Linked DNA regions of Mus musculus: all the other regions are linked to region 4. A link is a contact called in public HiChIP or PLAC-seq, Micro-C and promoter capture Hi-C data. All regions are on one chromosome and are shown on one strand. The core of a region is the stretch at or near the end of the contact, and the rest is flanking DNA. Distances in the headings are between cores, read along the strand shown. Region 1 has its middle 66 kb from the start of Gm39202. Region 2 holds the start of Anapc10 (anaphase promoting complex subunit 10). Region 3 holds the start of Otud4 (OTU domain containing 4). Region 4 holds the start of Zfp827 (zinc finger protein 827). Region 5 overlaps Ttc29 (tetratricopeptide repeat domain 29). Region 6 has its middle 26 kb from the start of Gm6360. Region 7 holds the start of Ttc29 (tetratricopeptide repeat domain 29).

What was found. Promoter capture Hi-C pulls out the DNA fragments that hold promoters and counts their contacts. A called contact is a pair of places that touch in the nucleus more often than the background predicts. HiChIP or PLAC-seq counts read pairs in DNA pulled down with a chosen protein or histone mark. Capture Hi-C pulls out chosen DNA fragments and counts their contacts.
Region 1: a contact with region 4 is called in a Micro-C map of embryonic stem cells, with 5 times the contacts expected there. The contact joins the enhancer-like site here to the promoter of Zfp827 in region 4. A contact is called at or near these places in 1 of 484 Hi-C or Micro-C datasets (embryonic stem cells) and 3 of 115 datasets of contacts at active chromatin or transcription factors (craniofacial prominence, embryonic stem cells and stem cell-derived neural progenitor cells).
Region 2: a promoter capture Hi-C map of liver shows a contact between it and region 4, with 2.4 times the contacts expected there. The contact joins the promoter of Anapc10 here to the promoter of Zfp827 in region 4. A contact is called at or near these places in 2 of 39 promoter capture datasets (cranial neural crest and maxillary cranial neural crest), 5 of 484 Hi-C or Micro-C datasets (Sertoli cells, embryonic stem cells, muscle stem cells and 1 more) and 2 of 9 other capture datasets (adipose tissue and liver).
Region 3: a Micro-C map of embryonic stem cells shows a contact between it and region 4, with 9 times the contacts expected there. The contact joins the promoter of Otud4 here to the promoter of Zfp827 in region 4. A contact is called at or near these places in 2 of 39 promoter capture datasets (hippocampal neurons and neural stem cells), 9 of 484 Hi-C or Micro-C datasets (CD4 T cells, CD8 T cells, bone marrow-derived macrophages and 4 more), 16 of 115 datasets of contacts at active chromatin or transcription factors (CD8 T cells, astrocytes, bone marrow-derived macrophages and 11 more) and 2 of 9 other capture datasets (adipose tissue and liver).
Region 5: a contact with region 4 is called in a promoter capture Hi-C map of hippocampal neurons, with 5 times the contacts expected there. The contact joins the enhancer-like site here to the promoter of Zfp827 in region 4. A contact is called at or near these places in 6 of 39 promoter capture datasets (the 3T3-L1 cell line, cranial neural crest, frontonasal cranial neural crest and 2 more), 4 of 484 Hi-C or Micro-C datasets (adipose-derived mesenchymal stem cells, cortical neurons, cumulus cells and 1 more) and 11 of 115 datasets of contacts at active chromatin or transcription factors (the NIH/3T3 cell line, astrocytes, cardiomyocytes and 7 more).
Region 6: an H3K4me3 HiChIP or PLAC-seq map of embryonic stem cells shows a contact between it and region 4, with 5 times the contacts expected there. The contact joins the enhancer-like site here to the promoter of Zfp827 in region 4. A contact is called at or near these places in 8 of 115 datasets of contacts at active chromatin or transcription factors (astrocytes, cardiomyocytes, differentiating embryonic stem cells and 2 more).
Region 7: an H3K4me3 HiChIP or PLAC-seq map of embryonic limb bud shows a contact between it and region 4, with 3 times the contacts expected there. The contact joins the promoter of Ttc29 here to the promoter of Zfp827 in region 4. A contact is called at or near these places in 2 of 39 promoter capture datasets (cranial neural crest and embryonic stem cells), 1 of 484 Hi-C or Micro-C datasets (embryonic stem cells), 4 of 115 datasets of contacts at active chromatin or transcription factors (astrocytes, embryonic limb bud, embryonic stem cells and 1 more) and 1 of 9 other capture datasets (adipose tissue).

The regions. Positions count from the first base shown.
Region 1 is chr8:78,145,915-78,149,315 of GRCm38.p6, reverse strand. No RefSeq gene overlaps it. Among named protein-coding and RNA genes, the nearest start is that of Gm39202, 66 kb to the left of the region's middle. Within about 2 kb of position 1,890, at least 19 of the 459 cell types and tissues checked have an H3K27ac peak or open chromatin away from gene starts, as enhancers often do. A contact at or near this core is called in embryonic stem cells, where this site is marked.
Region 2 is chr8:79,709,780-79,713,450 of GRCm38.p6, reverse strand. Anapc10 (anaphase promoting complex subunit 10) reads right to left here and starts at 1,688. Exons shown (of 5, transcript NM_001357234.1): 1 at 1,607-1,688; 2 at 172-298. The coding sequence starts at 286. It overlaps Abce1 (ATP-binding cassette, sub-family E (OABP), member 1), which reads left to right and starts at 1,711. Exons shown (of 18, transcript NM_015751.2): 1 at 1,711-1,908.
Region 3 is chr8:79,638,202-79,641,566 of GRCm38.p6, reverse strand. Otud4 (OTU domain containing 4) reads right to left here and starts at 1,891. Exons shown (of 21, transcript NM_001256033.1): 1 at 1,503-1,891. The coding sequence starts at 1,661. Gm51579 reads left to right here and starts at 1,662. Exons shown (of 1, transcript XM_030243905.1): 1 at 1,662-3,365. The coding sequence starts at 1,705. The coding sequence ends at 2,214.
Region 4 is chr8:79,026,723-79,030,098 of GRCm38.p6, reverse strand. Zfp827 (zinc finger protein 827) reads right to left here and starts at 1,662. Exons shown (of 15, transcript NM_178267.3): 1 at 1,370-1,662. The coding sequence starts at 1,412.
Region 5 is chr8:78,231,958-78,235,342 of GRCm38.p6, reverse strand. The region is part of intron 5 of Ttc29 (tetratricopeptide repeat domain 29); the gene reads right to left. Among named protein-coding and RNA genes, the nearest start is that of Ttc29, 20 kb to the right of the region's middle. Within about 2 kb of position 1,617, at least 7 of the 459 cell types and tissues checked have an H3K27ac peak or open chromatin away from gene starts, as enhancers often do. A contact at or near this core is called in hippocampal neurons, where this site is marked.
Region 6 is chr8:78,096,664-78,099,988 of GRCm38.p6, reverse strand. No RefSeq gene overlaps it. Among named protein-coding and RNA genes, the nearest start is that of Gm6360, 26 kb to the right of the region's middle. Within about 2 kb of position 1,703, at least 34 of the 459 cell types and tissues checked have an H3K27ac peak or open chromatin away from gene starts, as enhancers often do. A contact at or near this core is called in differentiating embryonic stem cells and embryonic stem cells, where this site is marked.
Region 7 is chr8:78,211,951-78,215,620 of GRCm38.p6, reverse strand. Ttc29 (tetratricopeptide repeat domain 29) reads right to left here and starts at 2,279. Exons shown (of 14, transcript NM_183096.3): 1 at 2,073-2,279; 2 at 1,550-1,613. It overlaps Gm39202 (a long non-coding RNA gene), which reads left to right and starts at 2,328. Exons shown (of 3, transcript XR_878950.3): 1 at 2,328-2,771.

The sequences.
Region 1 (3,401 bases), core at 641-3,140, 880 kb after region 4:
TGGCCTAATGCTGGTTCCAATCTCATCAACTATGCAACAATCATAGAACACTGTGGTAGCACCGATTCCCAAGAACTGTGATAAGACCTCAGTGGGTAAGATATCCAGTGGCATAGCAGGGGAGCAAAGACCGGCTTGTCAGGAAGGTCCCCACAGCCAGTCTGTGTGTCCTGTCTGACAGAAGAAACTGGGCTGAAACAGACAGCTCCCTCAAGCCTCACGCCTCTCGTGTGTTGTAAGTGAACAGGAAACTGCCCTGTGTCAGTTCACCATGTTTCCGTGCATCACCTTAGGGAAAGGTGTTTGCATATACGTGAACTTGTTCCTCGAAGAGAGATAGAACCCAGGATTCAGGACTATCAAAAGGAAGACATTTAGAATCAGAATAAAAGAGGTATTTACAAGGACTTTCCACTGCTGATGCTTTAAGCTGGCTCGTCCTGCTACTTGCCAGAAGAAAGGATCTAAGAGATCATGGAGCTGTCAGAGCTTGTGTTGCACTCAGGGATCTTATAAGGGGCTTGAATCCGGGACTCTAATCCTTGTAACTGTAAATCCTCGGTGTGTTTTTCCATTTTCATCCGAAGTCAGCAGCTGAGGTTCACTGAAGCATCAAGCTCAACTCTCCCTGTCACTGAAGGGTGGGGACAGATATGGGGTGCACTTGACTTGGGAAAAAGTTGGTCCTGGGAGAGCAGCAGTCACTGCCTGAGATTACTCAGTTTAAGGACAGGGAAAGGAGGACCAGAGAAACAAAACAACTGGCAGTGGCTGAACCTGCAGTAACATGGAGGAGATGGTGAGGGCAGGGAGAGTTTCACAGACCAGACGGGGAACTGGAAAAGACACTGGCTCTCTAAATGAGGGAGAATGAGAATAGTGTGATTGGGGTGTCACAAGTAGGTGTGACCTTGCACCCACTGGTGTGTGGAGCAGCTAGGCTGCATTGAACCATTGTAATGTTGAAATGACAGAGAAGCAAAAGGCAGTTGCATCACATACCTGTTTTCCTGTAAATATCCATTGAAGTTGTGTTTTTGTTGCTGACAATGGAATGTCATGCGCTGTGGTTTGGGTGTGAGCAGCCTTTGAAGGTCCATGTTTTAAAGGACTGACCCAACCCCAATATGGGGGAGGCATTTAGTTCACTGGAGGTGGGCCCTCTAAGAGCACTGACTGGAGAACTTGAGCTTCTCTGTCTTCCTCTGGTTTGAGGTGTGCCTATGAGGTATGACTATTTGGTCCTAGTGTTTCCCTGCTGTGACTTATACCATCTGCTACACTCATCAGAAGCCGAACCAATGGTTTGTACTTTGAGCCTCTAAAAGTGGGGAGTAAGCAAATCTTTTCTCTTTATAAAGCCTTGGGCATTTTGTTTTTACAACAAATTGGCTGTAAATGCAAGTAACACAAAACTGGTTGCTAGATAGTTTTGGGAAATTATGTAAAAATGTTAAGTCACAGAGTCATATGAGAAATGCTCACTAAAAAAGGTTCCTGCATACCCAGTAATATCATTGGGTGCCCAGCTAGACCACGGTATAACCAGGAGGTCATTTTCTGCTTGTTACTTTTGTAGACATGGCTAAGATTATAGACATATGCAAATACAATCATTTTAGGTGGAAAATAAAAAATGCGTTCAGCTGGAGTGGTTCCTGTGGCTCCCCAGTAGGCAGGAGGAGGCACCAGTCTCCAGGGGTGAATGTCCTCAGACAGCAGCTGCTTCTGTTTGCTTTTGTTGTCTTTGTTGGTTTCACAAAACTGGGCTGACAGGTGGTCTGATGACGGCTCCCTCCCAGTTACACTGTTATTTTTCTATAAGACTGCAGGCTCAGAGAGGAGACACCCATTAGACAAAAGCATAGTCCCCAGTGACGTGCACCCTTGGAGCTGCCTTTCATTTGAGGACATGTGCCTTTAAGACACACTAGTGCTCCAGATCTCTAGCACTGTGGTAGACAGTCAGCTGGGCTTGGGAGGCCACATAGGCATTGCTGGTACTGGGAATCTCACAGAAGGTGGGCTTAACCTAAGGGGGTACAGGGAGACAATACAAAGACACGCTAACATGTTACCTACGTTGTAGTCTCCCCTCCCCCAGCCTGAAACCTGCTTGCTCGGGGTGGAGCTTCCTGCTCATTCGTTCTGCCACGCCCACTGCTGGAACCTGCGGAGCCACACCCGTGCACCTTTCTACTAGACCAGAGATTATTCGGCGGGAATCGGGTCCCCTCCCCCTTCCTTCATAACTGGTGTCGCAACAATAAAATTTGAGCTTTGATCAGTATAAAATTGCCTTAGCTCCGTTTCTTCTTTTGCCCCGTCTAGATTCCTCTCTTACAGCTCGAGCGGCCTTCTCAGTCGAACCGTTCACGTTGCGAGCTGCTGGCGGCCGCAACATTTTGGCGCCGGAACTGGGACCTGAAGAATGGCAGAGAGATGCTAAGAGGAACGCTGCATTGGAGCTCCACAGGAAAGGATCTTCGTATCGGACATCGGAGCAACGGACAGGTACACATGCTAGCGCTAGCTTAAAATTTCAGTTTTGTAAAGTGTTGCTAAGGATGCGGTAGGATACGAATTAAGCTTGAATCAGTGCTAACCCAACGCTGGTTCTGCTTGGGTCAGCAGCGTGTTAATCGGAACTAGAAACGGAAACAGGCAGGTTAGCCGCAGCTTTTTAGGAAGCTGCTTAGGTGGAAGAAGAAAGGGTTTAAAGTCATGGATCAGGCGGTTGCCAATAGTTTTCAGGAGTTGTTTCAGGCCAGAGGAGTAAGGCTCGAAGTACAATTAGTAAAAAATTTTTTAGGTAAGATAGATAGCTGTTGCCCATGGTTCAAGGAAGAAGAAACACTAGATTGTGGAACCTGGGAGAAAGTTGGTGAGGCCTTAAAAATCACTCAGGCAGATAATTTTACCCTAGGCCTCTGGGCGCTCGTAAATGATGCAATAAAAGATGCCACTTCCCCAGGGCTAAGTTGCCCCCAGGCGGAGCTTGTGGTATCTCAGGAGGAGTGCCTGTCAGAGAGGGCCTCCTCAGAAAAAGATCTTCTTAACTCAAAAATTGATAAATGTGGAAACTCGGATGAAAAACTGATTTTTAACAAAAATCACTCAGATAGAGGAGCTGCCCATTACCTTAATGAGAATTGGTCCTCTTGTGAATCTCCCGCTCCACCTGTAGTCCCCACTTCGGGAGGTGCCACTCATAGGGACACACGACTAAGCGAGTTAGAGTTTGAGATTAAGCTTCAGAGGCTGACTAATGAGCTTCGGGAACTAAAAAAGATGTCAGAAGCGGAGAAGAGTAACTCTTCTGTAGTTCACCAGGTGCCGCTAGAAAAGGTTGTGAGTCAGGCTCGTGGGAAAGGACAGAATATGTCTAATACGCTAGCCTT
Region 2 (3,671 bases), core at 439-2,938, 680 kb before region 4:
TTCTGAATTTAAGGCCAACCTGGTATACAGAGCAAGTTCCAGGATAGCCAGGGCTACACAGAGAAACCATGTCTCAGAGAAGAGAAGAGAAGAGAAGAGAAGAGAAGAGAAGAGAAGAGAAGATTGATTGTAAATAATGATTATCATAGTCTGGGGTTTTGTTTTGCTTACCTGGTTTGCAGGAAGAGAGTGACCAAACAGCCTGAGACCCAATTTCCCTGACTGTTGCTGTCCTCTCCAACTGCTTAGGATCAGCACCAGGAGGTGTCTTGTTCGGTGTGGTCATTTTTAAATTATTCTATAGAGAGACAAGCAATATACATTCTACCATGCCATGACAATCCTTCTGCAAAAATATAAAAACAGAATTTCAGTGCCCAGCGTTGTGGCACATATCTGTAATCCTAGTACTCAGGGAGGCAAAGGCTGCAGAAGCACAAGAATCTGAGTTCCAGGTCAACCTGGTCGACCACAGTGAGCTCCAGGACTACACAGAGATACCTGTTTGGTTTCAGACCCGGGACCAGGGAATGAGATGCATATTTTAAATACCAAAGCAGGACCTGGCTTCCAGGTTCTCCCAGCATCCCTCAGTCCCTATCTGGATATCCTGCCTGGAACCTTGAACTTTCCAGCCCAAGGGCTGGGCTGCCCTTCCCCCAGAGGTTTCTCCCTATATAAACCAGACGTTTTGGTCTCTCTTCCTGTTTTCCACTTCTTTCTCTGCGTGCACTCAACCCCTTCTCTCTTTCCTACCCCCCCCCCCCCCCCCCGCTTCCCCATGGAGATTTCCCTGGCCTTCGTCCTTGGGGCTAGTGAACTCGCCCATCTAAGATCAGCTTCCCAATAAACCTGCATTTAATATACTCTAATCTGGCTTAAACTGGCTAATTTCACTGACGGCAAAGAAATAAGCTATCAATACTCTGTCTACAGAAATATATCAAAAAAAAAAAATAAAGTAAAATTTCAATGGCAAAATAATCACTCATATTTCCTTCATCCTCCTTACCTTTTGTTAATCCTAGTAAATCTATGAAAAGTATGAAAAAAAAACTTCTTGGAGAGTGAAAACCATGTTAAATTGTTTCGGTGACTTTTATGGCTACTTTACACTATTGTAAATTATACTTATAATAAATTCCATAAAGTTCTGCTACAAGGCTAACATAACTATAGACCACCACCTTGACACGTCCCTTTGGATTCCAAACTATCCTTATAACCACCGCACAAACAATAATAATTTATAATTTACATAATCACAGAGACATACATTCCGTTAAAACATGAATACCATGCCATTGGAGATGTAGGGGGAGAGGGGCGGCCCATCTCGACACGGGAACAAAATTCAAAGAACAGCCAAGTAGATGAGACAAAACGCTAGGGAAGAAATGGGTTCCTGGCCTTAAACAGTAATACTGAAGGAGCTGAGAATTAGACTTGGGATCCTGCCTACCACCTCCGTCTTACCGGATTAGCAAGGCCCACAAAGCCTGAGGAGACAGCAAGCCTAACGCCGCCGAGACTAGGGAGAAGGGCTCTACCTGCGCCCGCTAGCACACAGTTCTCTAAACCGAGGGAGAGCCGCTGTCTTACACACCTGATTCGCCACAATTCCGGTTCTCAGGCCCCCGCCACTCCCACTGCGGCTCGACGATTCTAGGCTCCCTCAGTTCATTGGCGTCGCGGCGCAATGACGTCACCAACGTCATCACTCCCTCCAGGGCGCCGACTCTGCGCTCTGTCGCGCACGCGCACTATGCCCTCATGCCTTGCGCGAGGCGGCGGCTGTGCACCGCCATCTTTGCCGGTGGCGGTAAGAACACGCTGTGTGCTAAGACCTGACGGCTAGCGCTGCTTTGGCTACTGCACGCCCCGCTGTAAGGGGCCCGCTGTCTCCAGGTACGAGAATTCGCGGGAGAGGTTTGGTGTTAGGCGGCCGGCTGCCACCTTGGGAAGACTCTTAGGGACACAGTCGGAACGCCTGTAAGTTAGGCCTCAGTAGCGGAGACCGTAGCGCGTGGCAACCGGCTCCAGCTGCACATCTGGGACGCCGGAGCGTTCCGCGCGCGTCCGTTCGGCCATCCCGGCCTCAGGGCGTCTGTATTCCAGACACGGCCCGCTGCCACGAGAACGGTCGCAGATGCCATAGCCTCTGCTCGCCACCCTCCACTGCCCCTTCCCCCCACCCCCGCTCCCACCCTCAAGCTAACCCTTCTGTGGAGGACGCTCCGCACCCAGCAGATCCCCCAAGCTTCCCCTCACAGTCAGACGGCTATGTTGGCATTTGGTTGTAAGAAGTAATCCTTTTTTTTTTTTTTTAATAATTGTGGACTGACTCATAGCATCTTGCCGCCATGAAGTCCAGTGCTCCTAGTCCAGTCCCAGACTTTATGGAAATGATAGGCAAACGTTCTATCTTTCTCATAGAGCGACGTGTTCTCAGTTGGGACTGCGGTTAGTAGACCAAGTGAGTTTCCGAGTTGAGTGCCTGTCTTTAGGACTTCCGAGAAGCACTTTGTAGCACCCTGTCCTCTTCCCATTAGTGACTTAATCTCTTGTTTATTACCTCTTCGGCTTCTTGACATCAGGGATGCTGTCTTCAAAATGCCTTTAAATATCCTTTCTAGGCTTAATACATTGTAGGTATTTAGTATGTGTTGCAAATAAATGATGGTCAAAGGTGAATTTCTGAACCTCAAGAGCTACATAAGTATTTTCTCTATTTTGATGGTAAAAATGGTAACTAAGGAATAGCTGTCAAAAAGCTTTTATTGCTTTGCCCTTTCTTCCAAGGGACTACAAACTACGGAGTTAGAGTAACATTTGTATTGTAGCCTATGGTCCTGTATGCTGAAAGTAGTCACCCTGTGTCTGTCAGTTGATAATGTATTCACTATAATCAAAAAGCTTAAATATTTTTGAACCAAAATGTATTTAAGGTTTTATCTTTTCATAGCACTGCTTAGCTCACCTCTATAAATGAAACAACAAAGACAAAAATATGTTTCAGAAAAACATTCTAAGTGTTTTCAGATCTTTTTGTATTCCTAAAAGTTTTTCCTGTAATAATTCCTCTTCAGGTGTCTTTCTATTGGAAAGAAGGGAACTAACTCCATTTCCATAATTCTTGGAAATCGGGAGGTTGCACAAATTATGTTTACCTATGTAACCGTTATCCAAAGAATCTATATTTCTTTTTCTTAAATGTAAAATAATTTATTTTATTATTTAAATCAATTTAATTAGCCACCTCTAGTATATTTCTGTTCCCTATAAATATTACTTATTATAGGCTCTTATCATAGTGAAAGATTTATTCTCTGAAAATACTTTCATTTACTGGGTACTTTGTAGAAAAGCATTTTTTATTTGTATTGGAATGCATGGTTTATTAGTTTGTTTGCTAAAATAGTCAATTTCTTTGACGAGTACATGGTTGGTTTGGGGTTTTAAGTAAGCTTTAGAGGTAAAGTAAAATCATTTAATTTCTAAGTTAAACTTAGGAGACCTGTATCAGTTTTTAAAGAAATGACTTTGTCAGCACAACAGTTAAGGTTTTAGTTTTTGTTGATTTGGTTTGTTTTTCATTACTATAGCTTTGCTCACCTCTACCAAAACAAAGTAGAGCATTTACCAGTTTGAAATGAAGTAGTCTGGTAGTC
Region 3 (3,365 bases), core at 642-3,141, 610 kb before region 4:
ACTAACCCAGATCCCAAGGCTGAAACGGAGTTTACCCCCATCAATGAGTTTAGTGCAACTAGCTCTTGCCCACTGTGCAGACACTGAGTCCCCCAAGCTGCTCTTCTATCCCCAAGGATCTGTGGCATGTCTCATGGGCAGAAACACACCTTTCTGTCTCACTTTAAATAGGCCTGGATAACTCAACTCCAAACACTAACCTCTACCTCCATCCTCCACAAACTTGCTAATGCACTATAATATAAACCGACACCATGGGATGACTTCACTTCCCCTCTTCAGCTTCTAGAGGTGCTAGAGGCCAAGAAGGCTGAGACAAGGAGACAATCTTCTTCATCTGGAAAACTCACAAATGGAGCAGACTGTTTACCTATGTAACAGTAAAGACTGGGCTGGAAACAGCACCCACACTGGAGCTTCCTACATTTCTGAAAATAAGAGATATCAAATGGTAGGATGGTTTGGGAAGCATCAAAGAATGTTTCAATGGACATACCTGTCATAAGTGCAAAGTGTTCCATATTTACATACTCTGAAAAATACATAGCCTGGTGATTCTAAAACAGAAATCTTAAAAGCTAGTTAGCTCACAAAAGGGGGCGGGCGGGAGGGGACAAAACCATAAAAACTCCAGATTAAGCCAAAGGAAAGCAAACTGTAAATGGTATGAAATACAAACTGGAGCAGTAATGTGAAACTTTTTTAATCCAACTACTTTAGCAGCTAGTCTTCAAATATAGGATGGGTTTTGGTGACCCCACACCTACATCTGATTACATAACATGGGGAAAAGGGCTCGCTCTCAAAAAAGAAAAGCCTTGAGTATTCTTCCCTGGAACTCGTCCCACTCCTGAGTTCTAACTCACTTCTCTTTGGTAAAATGTTCGATCTGTACTGGGAATAATTTTTGACCAATAAGGAAAACAAAACAAAAAACGGAAACAAAAAAAAAAACCCGACATGTGCCTATACTGAAAATCCATCCTATTACTTAAAGGCCTTTAGAAGAGTAAATTCTTGCCTGATTCCAACATAGTATAGTATGGGACCTACTCAAGATTAAGTCACTGGGAAGACCCTATACAGGAAGACTGCTTTCCTTAAACAGCAAAGTTGGCCGCCTGTTTCGAGTGACACCGGTGAGACCGACTACCCCGCATTCCAAAGTCCAGCAACAGGAAAAAAAAAATGTGAAGCAGTCACACTGAGTGCCGCACCTCCTCCAGTAAACATGAGGTTAACTAGTGGGAACACTCGGCTGCTAAAAACTGAGCGCAGGTGAACGCGGAACACAACTCAAAAACAGCATGTCGCTGGGTCCCTGGCGGTCAGGCTGCGAGCAGGCCGCCCGAGATGTCCTCACTCGGTCCCGTGCCGGCGTTACAATGGGCCGCTGTGACGACAGCGAGCCACGCGCAGCCCCGCCGTGGGCGGCCAGGCAGCTGCGGGCGGCATGTCGCACCCAGCCCCGCGCCCGCCCGGCTCCGGCCCGGGTCCTTTACCTGCTCGGCCACAGCCCGGAACAAGCACGACCCGTCCTTGGCGACCAATTTCCGATACAAGCCCAGTTTGCGCAGATAGGCGTCCATGGGCGTCTCATCCTCCAGCGGCCCCACGCCGCCCTGGTCCACGCCGTCGGGCGCGCCGACGGCTGCCTCCATGTTGCCGGTCCGCTGCAGCGTGCGCGGGGCGAACTAGCCCCACATGGCCGCGCCGCCGGCTGCTCGACGCCCGGGCCTGGGGCAGGCTGCGGCTCGGGCTCCGGCTCCGACGCGGACACGGCGAGCGGCGGCAGGAAGAGGCGGTGGCGGCAGCGGCCCGAGGCGGTGGCCGGCGCTCTCCCGGAGCATAGGTGAGCCCAGCCTAGTGCATGGCCATCCGCACGCGGCCGCCTCCGCGGAGGGACACGCGCCCGCGGGCAGCCCGGGGGTCGCCGCCCCCACAAGTTTCCGGGTCTCGACCGGTGTGAGGCGAGAAAAGCCCCGGCGGCGCGCCCGGCTGAGATTAAGCGAGGCCTGCGTCTCCCGCACGCACCCCACGCCGAGAACCGAGGAAACGCGGAGAGAAAGCCACGGCCGCTCGTCTCCCCACCTCGCCGGAGGGCGCCTGAGGGGCGGGGAGCGGGAAGGGGCGCCGGGCGGAGGGCAGCAACCTCGCAGCCTAGAATTTGTTTTCGCTTTCAGCCCTCGGCGCAGCGGACGACGGGAGTTGTAGTTTAAGCCGCGGCAGGAAGTCCTCGTGCAGAGGGCGGGGACGCCTGGGTCGGCCTACCCGGAGGGGAGGTGCCCCACGGGCTCGCGGACTACAAATCCCTACAATGCTAGCGGTGCCGAACCTAGAACTGCCTTCGCGCTTCCCAGGCCGCGTCCGCGAGCAGGCCCGAGGGTGTCTGTCGCTTACGCCGCTGACCTGCGCGCGCTGCCCCGCCCTCCCGGCGAGCCTCCCGCCCTGAGCGCCGTGGGGCGGCGGAAAGCGCGCGAGCGCAGCTTGCGTGCAGTTGCTAGGGGCTCAGTGGCGGTGCCGCCGGCCCTTTGTGTAGTTCCAGAGGACGCACCTGTCCGCACCCCACTCAGGGCCTCCCCTCCTAGCGTTTTCTTAGGGGTGGCTAAACGCTTAGAGCAGAAAACCGGGCACCTCACCCGAGGCCCTTGGAGCCGCCAGCCTAAGCCATTTTGACCCTCAATGAAGCGTTGACAGTTGATTGAAATTGGGACAGCTCACACTCTGACAAGATCTGGCTTTGCCAAGGGCATGCCTGCTCATTCTGTCACAGCAGCTGCGCTCTGCCACACAAAGAGCTGTCCCTGTTAGAAGAAATTACTTCTTTTTTTTTTTTTTTTTTTTTTTTTTAATTCGGTGATAACGCTACGGGGAATCCGACCTGAGCAGTCCAATTGGGTTTGCGAATCCGGAACTTAACCTCTTGGGACGTCAGAATTTTATTTTACTAGCATACAATAGCATCTCGTATCATTTAAATTTATTAGAACTTCGGTCTTGACGTTGTGTTGGAAAAAGAAAAGTGGTAAATTACCTTAGGTTTAAAGGTGTAGGCATTCTTGGGAATGGTGCCAAGACATGCCAGGTGGTAGGATTGCAACACGTTACTTAAAATGTAAGCTATTAATATTTAAATATTCCTATAAATGTGCTATTTTTAGAAAATATATCGCAAGCTAAATAATTTTTTTTTTAAAAATCCTTGACCCAAATTTAAAATGTTTACTTGTACAGGGGAAACACTTTGAGAAATCCAGGGTTTTGTTTTTTGTTTGACTTAGTTTAAGAGGCATACTCCATATACCCCAGTCAGGCTTTGAACTTGCCATATAGCCAAAGATGACCTGGAATTCCTGGCCATCTTG
Region 4 (3,376 bases), core at 413-2,912:
GCCAAGCCGCCCCGGAGAGGGGAGCTGAGCAGGGGGGGGGCGGGAGGGGGGAAGAGGAGAAACTGACCCTCCGTCTCCCCCGACCCCTCCCTCCGGCGCCTCCCGCGTCCCCTCCTCCCGCCACCCCGCCCCACGCCTTCTCCCCTGCCCCCTCTCCCCTGCATTCAAGGAGCCCGGCGGCCCCGGGGGGGATATTTTTAGTTGCTTCTTTCTCCTTCACTTTTAGCTTCAGCAGCATCTCGGAACACTCCGAGCGGAGAGCTTGTGGGGGGACGAGGGGGGAGCCCGAGAGGGAGTGGGGGAAAAGTTAAGAGTCTCGCAAAGAAAAGCGGGAGGGCGGCGCGGAGGGACCCGAGGCGCGGGTGGAGGAGGGGACGGGGACCCGGCCGCGCAGCCCGGCGCGAGTCTCCAGTTGGCGTGTGTGGCTAGGGCCAGGAGGGCTGGGATGCACTTTAGTCACGGACTCTGCTCGGGCTGGCGGGGCAGGGGGGTCTGCGAGCCCGCGTCGCCCCGGCTCTGTCTGCTCCGCCTGACCCCGCATTTTATTGCGGCCGGGAGCCCTGCTCCGCCCTCCCCTCGGCTCTGCAGGGACCTCGCGCGCCGCGCGCCGCCCTGGCTGCCTCGCCTCAGCCTCGGCGCGGCTCCCGCACCCCACATCCGCTCGGCTGCCCGGCCTCGCCCCCCGATCGGCCACCCGCGCCCCCCGGCGCCCCCACACCCTCCTCGACCGCCCCTGCCTTCCCCTCCGCCACCGCCTCCACCTCCGCCTCCAGCTCCAGCTGCCCGCGGCTCCGGGGCCGACCCACCCCGGCGCAACCTTTAGCCGGAGACCGACCTCTCCGGTCCCCAGCCCGGCGGGCGGCCGCGCGCCCTCGCCCCGACACCCCCAATCGCCATGTCACGGCCTCGGCCCTGCGCGCGCCCCAACCCCGCACCCTTGTGCACCGGGATCCACACGGAATTTCTTTTTTTTTTCCAAGATTGCAACCTCTCCCACCTCCCCCCACCCGCGACAAAAACCCGGCATCCACACTACTCCCCTCCTCCCTCCTCTCGCCCCCTCCCCCGCAAACCGGAGTGAGGAGGGGGAGGGAAAGGGGGGAAAAGCCCGATCCCAAGGAAAAAAAAGAGGGGGTCGAGAGAAAGAAAGAAAAAGAGAGAGAGAATAGAAAGGGCACGGGGCTGATCATCACCAACATGGCTGCCTCGGCATAGACCTAAACGAGGAGTAACCCGGGCTGTGTCTTTGTCAGTTTCACCTCTGTAACCCTAAACTAATGCAGAAAACAACGGCGGAGGCTGCGGAGGGGAAAGAGGAGAGGGAGGGCGAGAAAATGGCACGAGAGGAGGTGGAGAAGGGATGACTTACGTGAGGGAAGGCGCTTGGGCTGCTCCTGCTTCCTCCTGGGCATTTTCCCCCTTTTCTCACATTCTCCTCCTTGGTTAATGTGAGATCAAATAAACCCCCGTGGGGGCAGACAGGCAGACACTGGCAGGAGCGGGGAGGTAGTTGGGGGGCGGGCAGGGGGAAACCCCTTCTCTCCGGTGTGTGCAATGGGTTGAAGCTTGTTTCCTGGAGCCAGAAGAGGGGTTTTCTTCTTTCCTTTCTTTCTTTCTTTCTTTCTTTTTTTTTCCTTTTTTTTTTTTTTTTTTAATTTTTTGGTCGTGCACCTGGCTTGTCCCCGAGCGTAATATTCTTCAATGGAAACGGATCTAATAGGTGTGAGTGTGTGTGTGTCCTGTGCTCGCGTGTGATGGGAGGTATAAATAAATGAGCGCCGGTGCGGCGGTGTCTATGGCCGCGCGCTGTGTCTCCGAGCCCCTAACACTAATGTCGGGATCAAAGGGCAGCGGCGGCGGCAGCACAGCTCGCAGCTCGCTCTCTCGCTCTCCTCTCGCGCTCTCTCTCTGTCACACACACACACTCACACACACACACAGAGGCACAGACTGAGGGAAAGAGCGAGAGCTAGACACACGCGCGCGCGCATACACACACACACACACACACACACACACACACATACACACACTCAGCAAAGAGGAAGGTGCCCTAAGGCTCTCAGGGCGGACTCAGCCTAGCATTTACAACTGCTCTGTCTGGAAAGCATGGGGGGCGCGCGTGCGGGGGTGGGATGGACTTCTTCGAATTTATCCCGCTAGTCGCCCAATCAAGGGGGGTGGTGGAAAAGTGCCCCCCCCCGCTCTTGAAACATTATTTTACAGATTTTTTTTTAAGGAAATAGGTTGCACTAACCACTTTCTTTTGTGTATTAAACTACGTTTGGTTCTGTATAAAATTCCCCAGGCTTTTGTAACTGAAAGACTGACTCTCTCACCCCATCACCTTGAGTCTGGACGTTACAGACTCTCACATACTCCCTTAAAACAGCCTAATGGAAATAAATCTTTTTTAAAAAAAAAAAAAATGAAAAGATAGCATAGGGTGGGATCAGTGGATGGGTGGCATGGATACCCAATTTTAGAGGGTCCGGTGGAGTTAACACTTGAAAATTCAGCCAAAACTAAAATTACAGGTTCTTGATAAAGAGGGAAAATAAGATTAGGTCACCCCCCGCCCCCCAGGGTTGACTCAACTGCCACGGGTCTATTCCTACAGTGCACACAGTGATCTTGACTTCTGTGATTCACTCCCTGCCTCCCCCCCCACCTCCCCAGAACACAGGTAACTGAGCCTTACCCTGAAGCAATTCTAGTGTGTAGTTTGAGCTCATACAGCAGTCTTCATTAAGCCATATACTTTCATTACTTTAGAAATCACACATCTTGCTTCAAAGAGACACATAAAGAGGGAAAACAGAAAAGGATGCGTCGCCTCACAAAAGGTACTCAGTGAAGGGAACGGGTCTCTCTCTCTCTCTCTGACTGTAAGCCATGTGGATACAAGTTCACTGGGAGGTTGTTAATGATTTAAAACTCCAAAATCTGCTACTATAATTGAAGTAAAAAAAAAAAAAAATTTGGTCTGAAGAAGAGCTGTTTCATAAAACTCTTTGTAAGGGGAAACTTTGAACTTGGTGGAATACATTATATGTCATGAGTCAGAGCTAAAAAATAAAAAGGTGCATTATTTAAACATCTTCCCTTTTGAGGTTTAAAAAATCGACTCATCATCTTATTATGTTAAATATTTTCCTACCAATTTTTTAATAGATGTTTTCATCAGAAGGTGGAGCATAGTGAAGACACAAAAGTTTAAAATGGCATTCCATCAGGTGACATGAGTGACTAATGAGACTTAGAAGTCTCCAGTGGTGTTAAAGAGAGCCACTGGGGTTAGGTTTGGTTACATTTCCTTTAAATGACAATAGCTTTATACTGTTTTCACTAGGAAACTGTAAAGGAGACTGTGTCT
Region 5 (3,385 bases), core at 368-2,867, 790 kb after region 4:
ATGAAGAGGCTTCTCTGTAAAAGGAAAAGCAGTTGATTCTTTGCACCTATGGTTTCCAGCTTTCTGTTCTTGTGTTTTTGCCTCTAAACACACGCACATACACTAGCACATGCACTCCCAGTCATGCACACACTCAAACATACACTTCTTAGGATTACTTAAAAGCATTAAAATGATGACAGGAAACATGTACATGAGGCTCTTCGGTTGACAAGTACTTAGGAGAAATGTGACACCCTTAAAACACAAAAGGAAAAAGTACATAATTTAAAAAATGACAGCCAAACATTATTCATGCTCTTTAGTATGAAAATAAATAGAAAAACTTGCATTTTGATTTTTTTTATAGTGTGACATTTCTTCAGTGAGGTGATGACATTTGCTGTGAAAACTGAACAAGACCTCACCTCTTCAGAACCTCCTCGCTCCCTCAGCCGCCTCTCTGTCCCCTTTCCCAGGGGCTCTGCTAAACCTACTTCTTCCTTTTCCTTTTGAAAAATTAAGTTCATTACGAGCGTAGGCTCATTTTACCACTGTCATTTTGTATTTTTTAGATGGAAAAAAAAAAAACCAAACCTATGGTAAATTGAGTAAAAAGACAGGTTACATCTCAATGCTCAAGGGCAACTCCAGAACTGATTTTTGTGGTTCTAAGGTGACTGCCTCACCAATGACACAGTTTTCATTAGCATCCTTTAACTTTCTTCCACATGAAAGGTAAGTTCAGGGTGTGCTTTCCCTTGTCAGACTTAAGGACAGAGTTATAAGGCATTTGGAGTAAACCTTCTTTGATTATCATTATAAAGAGATGAGTATCACACACACACACACACACACACACACACAGAGAGAGAGAGAGAGAGAGAGAGAGAGAGAGAGAGGGAGAGAGAGAAAGAGAGAGAGAGAGAGAGAGAGAGAGATAGATGAATGCTCCTCGCAGGCCCCGTGCATGAGGGATCAAACTTCCAGAAAGCGGTGAGAAGCGCAATAATGAAAAGCACAGACACTGATCATTCTGACCCTCTGCCAAGACAGAGTCTGGGAGAGATAACTTGCCATAAATAGCATGTTGACCTTATGGCAGCTATCATGAATATCTAGAAAATTACTAGTCAGGACTAACAATATTTAAAATCAAGTTTTGTAATTAGCAAGAGTGTTGTAAAACAAGGAGAAGGTATTTTTGAGAATACAAAACAATGTTGAATTCAAACTTAAAAAAAATTGTACATAAAATAGAGAGCAGGCAGGGAGTGCGTTGTCTCTTTCTAGTTCCTGAACAACACTGAAAATGCTAACAGGAGGCGAGCAGGCAGCCTTCGCAGCACGATCAACAGCACACAGAACAGAATTCAAGCAGAAAAACAATCAGAAGAGCAGAAGGCTCAGAGGTCTATAAATGGATGGATCACTGAGAAATACGGCAGGCAGAAAAAAATGCACCAGATGCAACGGCTTCAACATGTAGAGAATCAACAGGACAATGAAGACAAAGTGATTGAAATGAATTTTCTCTCAGAAACTTACAGATACAGTAAAAGAAAAATTACATGGCTAACACATACCCGGCTGAAGGGAATAACAGACTCAAGCAAGCTGGTGACTGGATCCCAAAAGCTATGTCTGCCAACTGTTCAGCAAATTAATGTACAACATGGATTAATTTCTAAAACGTACAAGACTGTTTTTATAAAAGTTGGCTGTACTAGCTACACTGGAAATTTCATGAGCTTATATCATGCACGGTGTATCATCTGAGCCAAGGTTCCCTCCTCAAACCCTCATTTCCACTGAATGAAAGCAGCAGAGAGCAAGCACACACAAAAACCATTCGTCTGCAAATGCATAAACAAATCTCTAATTTATTCATTGCTTCAAAGTGAAGCCTTTTATGGACTCTTGACATATTTGGGGTTTTAAAGATGCCCAAACATCACATCCCTGAGAAGCAAGCGTCCTCAGGTCAGAAGGAAGCTTCCCACAGGAGTGTTGTGAAAACAGGGAGCAGCCGTTCCGAGCGAGCGAGGAAGGCACTTCCAACTCAGGGTGACAGAAAGAAATAACGAAACAGACACAATGAAATTAGACCAAAGACAGAGCAGAAGAGAACACATCAAGGGTAAACTGAAAGATAATAAAATAGAAGGAGGTGGGGGGCATCTCACAAAACAAACAGCTACTTATATAAAAGACAGAGAAGTCGCTTCGAACCTTATCAAGAATGAGGCAGGAGCACAAAAGCAGATGCAGCTGTGCACAGCAGCCGCACAGCCCTAATTACAGCAACAGCCATAGTCTTTCATGTACAGATGCTGATCGCAACGCTTGGCATATAATTATCTGATTTAAACCTCCCAATGTTTTCTATAAAATTGTAGGGCAGGAAAAGAAAGATTACAGGTTAACCCTATGATTTAGATGAAAATGTACACATACATACAAACACACACACACACACACACACACACACACACAGAGAGAGAGAGAGAGAGAGAGAGAGAGAGAGAGAGAACAAATCAAAGCTACACCATGTAAGTAGGTTTTACCCCAGAATTGAGGGATATAGTCCAATTTTAGAAAATTTAGTAATTTTATTATCATCTTAGCAAACTTTATGATCACCTCAGAAAAAATTAGAAAATTATTTTAAAATGTTAAAAGCCCATAATGTCTAAGAAACGTAGAAACTGAGGAAACTTTTTGTTGGCAATATGTACCTATTAAAAACACATGGGAAAACCCCCTTCACGTTTTGCAGTACACTGGAGAATAACATTGGAATTTGGTGCAATCCTCACTGAAGACCCAGTGACAATTTTAAAATCCCTACTAAACAGCAATATGCAAGAAAAGCATTTGGAACAAAGAGGGGCACCACATACAACTGAATCCATGAAGAGGGCTGTGGCACCAACTCCAGGACAGGCAAAAAAGTCAGTCACCCAGAACACCATGCTTGTGTGTGTGTGGGCGGGGGGAGCACCAGAAAGCACACCCGAGAATAAGAGGTACCGCAGTTTGGGGAAAGACTTGGGAACAGTGGATTTAATCACAGATTTTAAAGATTATTTCTTAACATTGGTGTCTTGCACACACATGTAAGATACATTGCATACACTATAGTACCCCTCTGCACTTAAAAATGTACTTCAGATACTTAAATCGGGTTCTAATCACTTTCCTGTCTTGGTAGGTTTATGGTAATGTCACCACTAAAATCTTCCAGTGCTTAAGCCTATCTCTTGGTATAGTGACTTTGTAGGCACATATTTTGGACTTCTGCATTAGTAATTGTTTATTGGCTTGAATAGTGACTTTTCTCTTAAATTCTGTATCCTCCTATTCCACTTGTGTGGTCATTTATGAGGGAAGCATAGGAGGGTCC
Region 6 (3,325 bases), core at 454-2,953, 930 kb after region 4:
ACTTCTGATAACTAGCAGAAGCTTGGAGCCACTAGCTTGTGGCTTCTTTCTTAATAAGTCTCCTTATGTGGTCAAAACAGCTCATAAGGCCTCAGAGAGTGAAGGCAGGAGGAGATGGTTTACCTGGACTCCATCAAAATGTGGAATGATCAAACAAAACAATGCGGGGCTCAGGTGCCTCTGCAGTACCCAATCCAGGGGAACACTTGCTCGCTTCACAAAATCCCCCCATTAAATGCTGGGCCTTACATTGGCGAGTCTAACTGTTCACTAAACTAAAGGCCCCGCTCACATTTTCCCTTCGAGTACATCATTCTCAGAGCTGATTGCCTACTGTTAAGGCAAGAGAATCCAATAACACAAAATTATTTTAATAATTTCTAAAGGAAGTTTAAGTGATACGCACTCGATCAGGGTCGATGAAAATGGCCCCGGTGTCGAAGGGCAACAGGTTGCTAATAAATACAATAGTTTAGGAAAGTGCCGTTGCCGTCACGGAAAAACTATATTCTGGGGGAAATAATACCACTGTAATTCATTTTTGAAAGCTATTGAGACTTCTTGGATGAAGAATGTAGTTATTAAAGGCAAAAGTACACAATATGTTGTAATGAAATGTTTGTGCTTCACACTTCATTAAATGCTTTGTGGGCCTCTGGGGAAATTCCATCTCACACGCCCAGAAGCAGTGTTTGTACACGGTGTGTCAGTAGAGGGAGTGTGTGGGGCAGTGTTCCAAAGATGAAGTTGCTACAACTTCAACATAGTCCATATTTAAAACACTAAAACAAGCCACGCAGACATGTGCCTAACACAGGCAGATGTCTGCCTTAGGCACTCCACTTCACCCTGGCTTCTATGTTACTGAAATTCATTTTCCCTCTTGACCTAATTTTAAAAATTATAAATCATGGATTCTGCTTGAAGTACAAGGTGATTGAGAAAAGTGGATACTTTAAGCCAGTGAGCTCATCCGAAAATGTTCTCATTCTAACTCTTCCCAACACAGTCAGCTAACAGCATATCTAGGCCTTAGAATTTAGAATTTGGAAGGTTAATGGTTTAGAAGGTACCCACCATCCAATTTACTGTAATTTGAAACTAACAAATATGATTATTAAAGAGAGAAGGCTGGGCTGATTCCATGACAGGCTTCAAATCGGCAGTTAAGGAGACTAGGCCTAAATCTCTGTCTACAAGAACTTGGCAAGTCCAGGCAAATCCAGGCCTCAGAAGCTGCCTGCCACCTGGCCTGAGGCAAGGACAATGGGTCAGCAGCAGTTTCCAGACTTCCTCAGTTACTTCCTCAGCAACAGTTTCCACACCTCCTCAGCAGGTTCCCAGCCCCCACACCCCGGTAATGGAATGTCAGTAGAGGCGGACCCGACAGATTAACATAGAGGTCACCCTCCCGGAACATCCCTAATGTGCTTTAAGTCAGGCCTGCAAGCTCACTTGGGTGTCTCTCTATCTTGGTAGTGGGAGAGCACAGCATGCTGGACTTGTGCAGAGTAAAACACTGTGTTTCATACTATTTGAGCTCAGAGTACCATTCTTCAGTGAATCATGGGCCCTTACAAAAGTACCAAAGAAAATAGAGATATCTGATTCTTAGGAGATGGAAACGCCCACTCAGGAGGAGGGACTTTGAGGAGCTCATTAGTACACATTACTGCATAAGCAATGGGAAGGAACCGCAGCTGCTGGCACCCTCCCCTAGCAACACTCTGCTTTGTCCCCTGTATCTTTCTTTCTTCCCCTGGGCTGGAGAGTAGCTTCCCCATTTGTCTGATGTAAACACGCATATCAATGCAGGGCTTCTAAGGCAAACAAGCAAGGAAATGTAGAAGGGAATCCTAGTCAGAAACAACATCAATAGAAAACTAACGAGTATGGGCCCTGGCTCAGAGCCCTCCAGGTAACGTGTTAATGTCAGGATCTTTTGTAAAACACTATGGGAGATTTCTAATAAAGCATTCCTTTGCCTCAAGAATATTTTTTCTCTCCTCGGGAAGTGTCTTAAGCTTAATGGTTTTCTCTAGGGCTAGAATTTCATTTGGCAGCTTTACTGAGAATTTACTCAACAGGAAAAGTGTGACTTACTCTGAGATTCTCATTGAAAGCCACACCCCTTCAGGGGCTCATCTGGCTAAAGCTTAAGAAATCAAAACACAAACAAACATACAAACAAAAAAAAATCCTCCAGGCTCCTATATAGAATATGATGCTGGTTATATGAAACCCATAAGTTGAGCTTGGATGAACATAGTACTTCAGCATCCCTTTTGGTAATACACTGCTTCCTTAATTGGGTACCCAAAGATGTTCAAAACTACAGCTCTACACAGGACAGAGGATGCGCCAGGTTTCCGAGAGCCTTTCTGCTGCCATAGCGATCTTCCTCGCTCCTTATTTTCCTTCAGACTTCCCTGCTTAAAATTATCAAACCAAGGTGATATCTCCATACTCCTATTATCTACTGCACGTAGTGTAATAGTTACTATGACAAGTTTTTGAGAAGCAAACATTCAATTTTCCCATGCCTTCCGTTATTATTTGGCTCAGGAGCAACGCAAAGGAACCCCGCCGGGCAGCGATCCTGGCTGTGCAACTCGAGAATGCTTTGTTCTGGATTGGACACTGACTCTAGGTCTCACAGCTTTGCCAACTCTGTTGAATTCCGAGTTTTCTCACTTGAAAATGAGGAAAGGAATAAAACAACTTTGCAGGGTTGCTTTAAAACGAGATGAGAGTCTGCCCATGTAAAGCGTGTGTAGCGGGGCTGTCCTATTCACGCACGATCTCATTTTTATCACGCTGCATGCTTTACAGCTCAGCTCTTTCACTCTTCTCTGAGCACCTCCGTTAAGGCTCCGGAAAGTTTTTCACATGCTAACTGCACCCTGGTCTACCTGTGCACTGCTCACCACCACAGCCGGTAGATCAAGGGCAGAGACATTCTGCTGCTTGCCTGAATTCCCTAGTCCACCACAGGGTCTTCCCCAAGCAGATGCTCATAAACAAAATGAAAATAAACTTCAATTAGGTGGATATGTGTTATGTAATCTTTACATAATAAGAACACAAGAACTTTCTTTATGGTTATTCAGGGAAAAAAAGAGTAGTTGTTTGTTTGTTTTGTTTTTGTTTTTCCTGTTAGAAAATCTGGTTTTGCTGTGGAAACCACTGCTGGGTATGAATTCTGATCTGCCACCTTCTGTGTTCTTCCAAATGCCATCTTGTATATGGAAGTCCTCTGGGAATACACCCAGAAGATGCCACTCTGTCACCACTAGCAGCTCTACAACCCTTCATCGTTAGTGTC
Region 7 (3,670 bases), core at 1,030-3,529, 820 kb after region 4:
AGAATGGAAGCTAAGCCTTGGGGTGGATGTCTGGCAGGCTCTCTCTCCTTGGTCTCAACCCACATCCTACCTTGCCTATGATTGCTAAGCAAAGGTATTTTATTTTCTGTAATCAGTGGGTGGTTGCCACTTCGTCTATTTATACAATAAAAGTGTGTAGTTTGAATTACAGGCTTCATGTGGCATTTGAAATACACTCAATATTCAGGGTGTTCCTGTACCAAATTATTTTCCTCTCTTTGATGCCTTATAAGTTTGATCTTATGTTTCTTTTTATTAAGGCAGGAAGTAGCTACATTCCCACAAGTAACAGCAGCAGAGGAGGACAGAAGAAGAGGAAGGGAATGCCAGTGTGTGGAGGAAGCTCTCATTTCAGGCTTGTTCTGTTTTAGAGTGACAAAAGCCCCTGTTCACTATTAATGCGACTTGAGTCATTTTCCCATGATTCCCAGCCCTCGCTGTCCTAACTTCAGCTCAGCAATAAGGAACTTAGTCCATTCCTGCTGTGCACTACCTGGCCTAGGTCAGCAGTAAAAATGGAAGCCGCCCTCAACCCTTGGCCATCGGGTCCACCCCAACTCATCCCTACAGAAGAAAGCTGCAGGCAGGCAATCACTCAGTGAGAGAGAGGGAGGGAACCTCTGAAGCTGGTACCAAAATGTACTCAGGCCCTGGAACCCAGGCTGAAGCAGTGCACTAGGGAGGACCCAGGGGGCATTTCCCCCTCCTCTCCAATGCCAGTGAACGGGCAGTGCTACACGTGGCTGAGGCAGAGATCAAAAGGCTGCCTGGAGCCATTCTACAGTTGGTATTCAGAAAAGATTTGGCACATCCTTTGATCTGCTGGTTGGCACTCACATCAGCTGCAGTTACAGCCTCTGAGTTTGGCCCCCATGTACAAAGACAAATGAGAATGGAGAAGCAGGGGAGAAAGGTTTGAGAGTTCTGGGTCAGGCTGTATGTGTCCCGTGGTGGGAGTTTACATTTCTGGCTCCCAAGTGAAACTCTTCAAAGTGTAACCCTTGTGCCCACTCCCCCTTGACATGTCCCCAACAGGATCCACAAAAGGAGAGCAGATGACTGTGTCCTCTGCAGTGGCAGTTCAGAGAGGGACGAGTCTTAATGACTGCATTTCCAGGTCCAGCCACTGTGACGGTGAAAGCTGAGATGAGGGAAATGGAGCCAACAGACCCAGCAGAGAAATGATTATGCATCACTGAGAAATTCAAAATAAATATGATCTCCCCCCTCTATGATACAAAGTCATTCTTATGATTCAGAACTTTTTATATAAGAATTCTTTAGCTCCAAAAACATGAAGGGAACCACAGGATACATTTAGTAGACTATTTTTACATGATTGAAAAACAAGCTCACATAAATAAGTTTGAAATTTTGGATACTCCTAGCATGTTGTGGTAGACAGCTGGATGGGTTGTGAAATAAATAGTAACCACACATTTCCCACCACCTAACATTTAGTAGTAATGCAATCAAAACATCAGGTAGGGAAAGCCTTAGACGGTAAGGCACATTTTATCCAACTTACATTTGCAGATAACCGATTGCTCTGGGCTCTTAGAGGCCTGTCTGAAAATTCTGTAAGCAAAATACTACAGCAAAGAAAAGAGAAAAAAATGTTTAAATACCTAGCAAAATAATTCCTCTGTGCTCCTCATGTCAAGAAACAAGGCTCACTCACACCAGTGGATAATTAAGTAGCAGTACTGTGCACCCAGCATATATCATATATTTAAATGAACTAAAAAGTAAAACATCCCAGTTAGACACTAGGAAACTAATCACTAATTCAACAAAATGCCCCCCACCCCACCCCAAACATCTGAAACTCCAATATGGTTCAGGATGGTTCTTTCTCTGACATTTGTGAGCCCGAGATGTTTTTAATGACAGCTGATCCTTCTGTTTCCACCCACCTCGGAACAGGTCTGCTGTGCCTAGAGAGGTTTGGTTTTTCTTGGCCCACCAAGGTCCAAGGGGCAAGAAGAGCGCCTTCTGCGAGGGAATTGATTTGGGGGGATGAGTGGAGAGGGCCTTTTCTCTCCTCTTACCCAAGCTGGGGCCCAAGTAATGGAAGAAGGGGTTCTTGGAAAGGAAGAGCCGCCCACTCTTCTGGGAGCTGACCAGGTCCTGTCCCCAGCCTTGCCCCACAAACCTTAGAAAACTAGCTCTGGGCCTGTGATTCTGTGTCCCTGACTAAGCTTCTGCAGGCGGTGGGTGCTGGGCGCGGTACTCTCATCCCAGATTGTTGGCCTGGCTTGGTGCAGACAGGGGACGCTGAAAGCGTCTCCATGGAAACAGAGGGGCTCGGCGGGCCAGATGGAGGCGTAGTTAGGCTAAAATGGGCTTTAGGATTGGTCAGCTCCAAGACTCTTCAAGTGAGGGGGCGGTGCTTGGAGAGTGGGCCTGTTAGTGAGTGGGCGTGGCCTGCAAGAGGATCTGGTTCCTCCAGTGAACCCGCCAGAGAAATTCCCACAATCCAAGGGCCTTCTGAATGCCCCTGAGTTGTTTCCTTTTTTCAGTATTTCCATGCATTCAATTATTTCTTGTGAATATGCAATTGATTATTGTGACTACCTATAGCCAGCACCATCTCTTGTCTACACCAGGAGAGCCTCATCTGTTCTCAGGAATTCATTTTGTAGCTTTAAAGTAACTCCATTTGACCCGTGTGAATTCTCTCCCGGACTCTGCTCTCTGCTGATTTTCTGCACGAGTGTTTGTGAGTTCTATTTGCTGTCATCTCACAGGTAAAGATCTCTGAGTTAGAGGTCTAGAAAACTCTCTCTCTCGCTTGTTTGTATTTATTCTCCCCGCTTGCTGTTCCTAACTCTCTGGAAAGTCTATGACTGATCTTGTGCTGAACATGAGGTTCCTTAGAGATAGATCTTTGCAAATGAAAGAAAACTCAAACAAAAATAAAGGGGAAACAGTTTCCTCCAAGTGAATGTTGCTGGCTTCAGCTAGTTTTTTTTTTTTTTTTTTTTTTCTCAAGGGACTTGGACCCTTCTGAAAGTACTGAGGACTTAAGGACATGCCGATCTTTACCCACATAAAATTAATCTCACTTTATTCTTTTCACTTATAGATGTCTTTACTATGAGCCTATCTTCCCCGAAAGTGTCAGCTAAATGTGCGTTTTTGTCTTTCCTTTCTCTTGTCCTGTAATAGCATGGGGACAGGAATGTGGTATGTATTCACACAGGATTTTTAATTAAATGAATGATTGACAGGGAAGACAGAAATTCCTCCAATTGATTCTCTCTTCCCTGTCTAGAATTCAAAGTGGAGTGGGAGAAGATACAGATGACCACTTAAAGCTGTTACTTACCTACGATATCCAGAGTATCTTCTGATCTGTGCTCTGAAGATGGGTATTTAGGATAAGTTAAAACTCTCTTCAAATGCAAATTCTAATCCTCCAGTGGATGCCACCACATCCTAACCACTTCCCATAATAGATCTCAATACAGTGTGACATCCCGCTCTCAATCCTGATAGGAAAGTTTCCCTGAGGCCTCCTGTTTTGACTCCGGTGTTTTATTGCATGTGTCCCCTTGCAACACTGAAGAAAGAATATTCTAGGCAATCTGAGTTCTTTTGGGGATGACATTGTCTGACTTTTCCCTACAAACATTGATAAAAATGT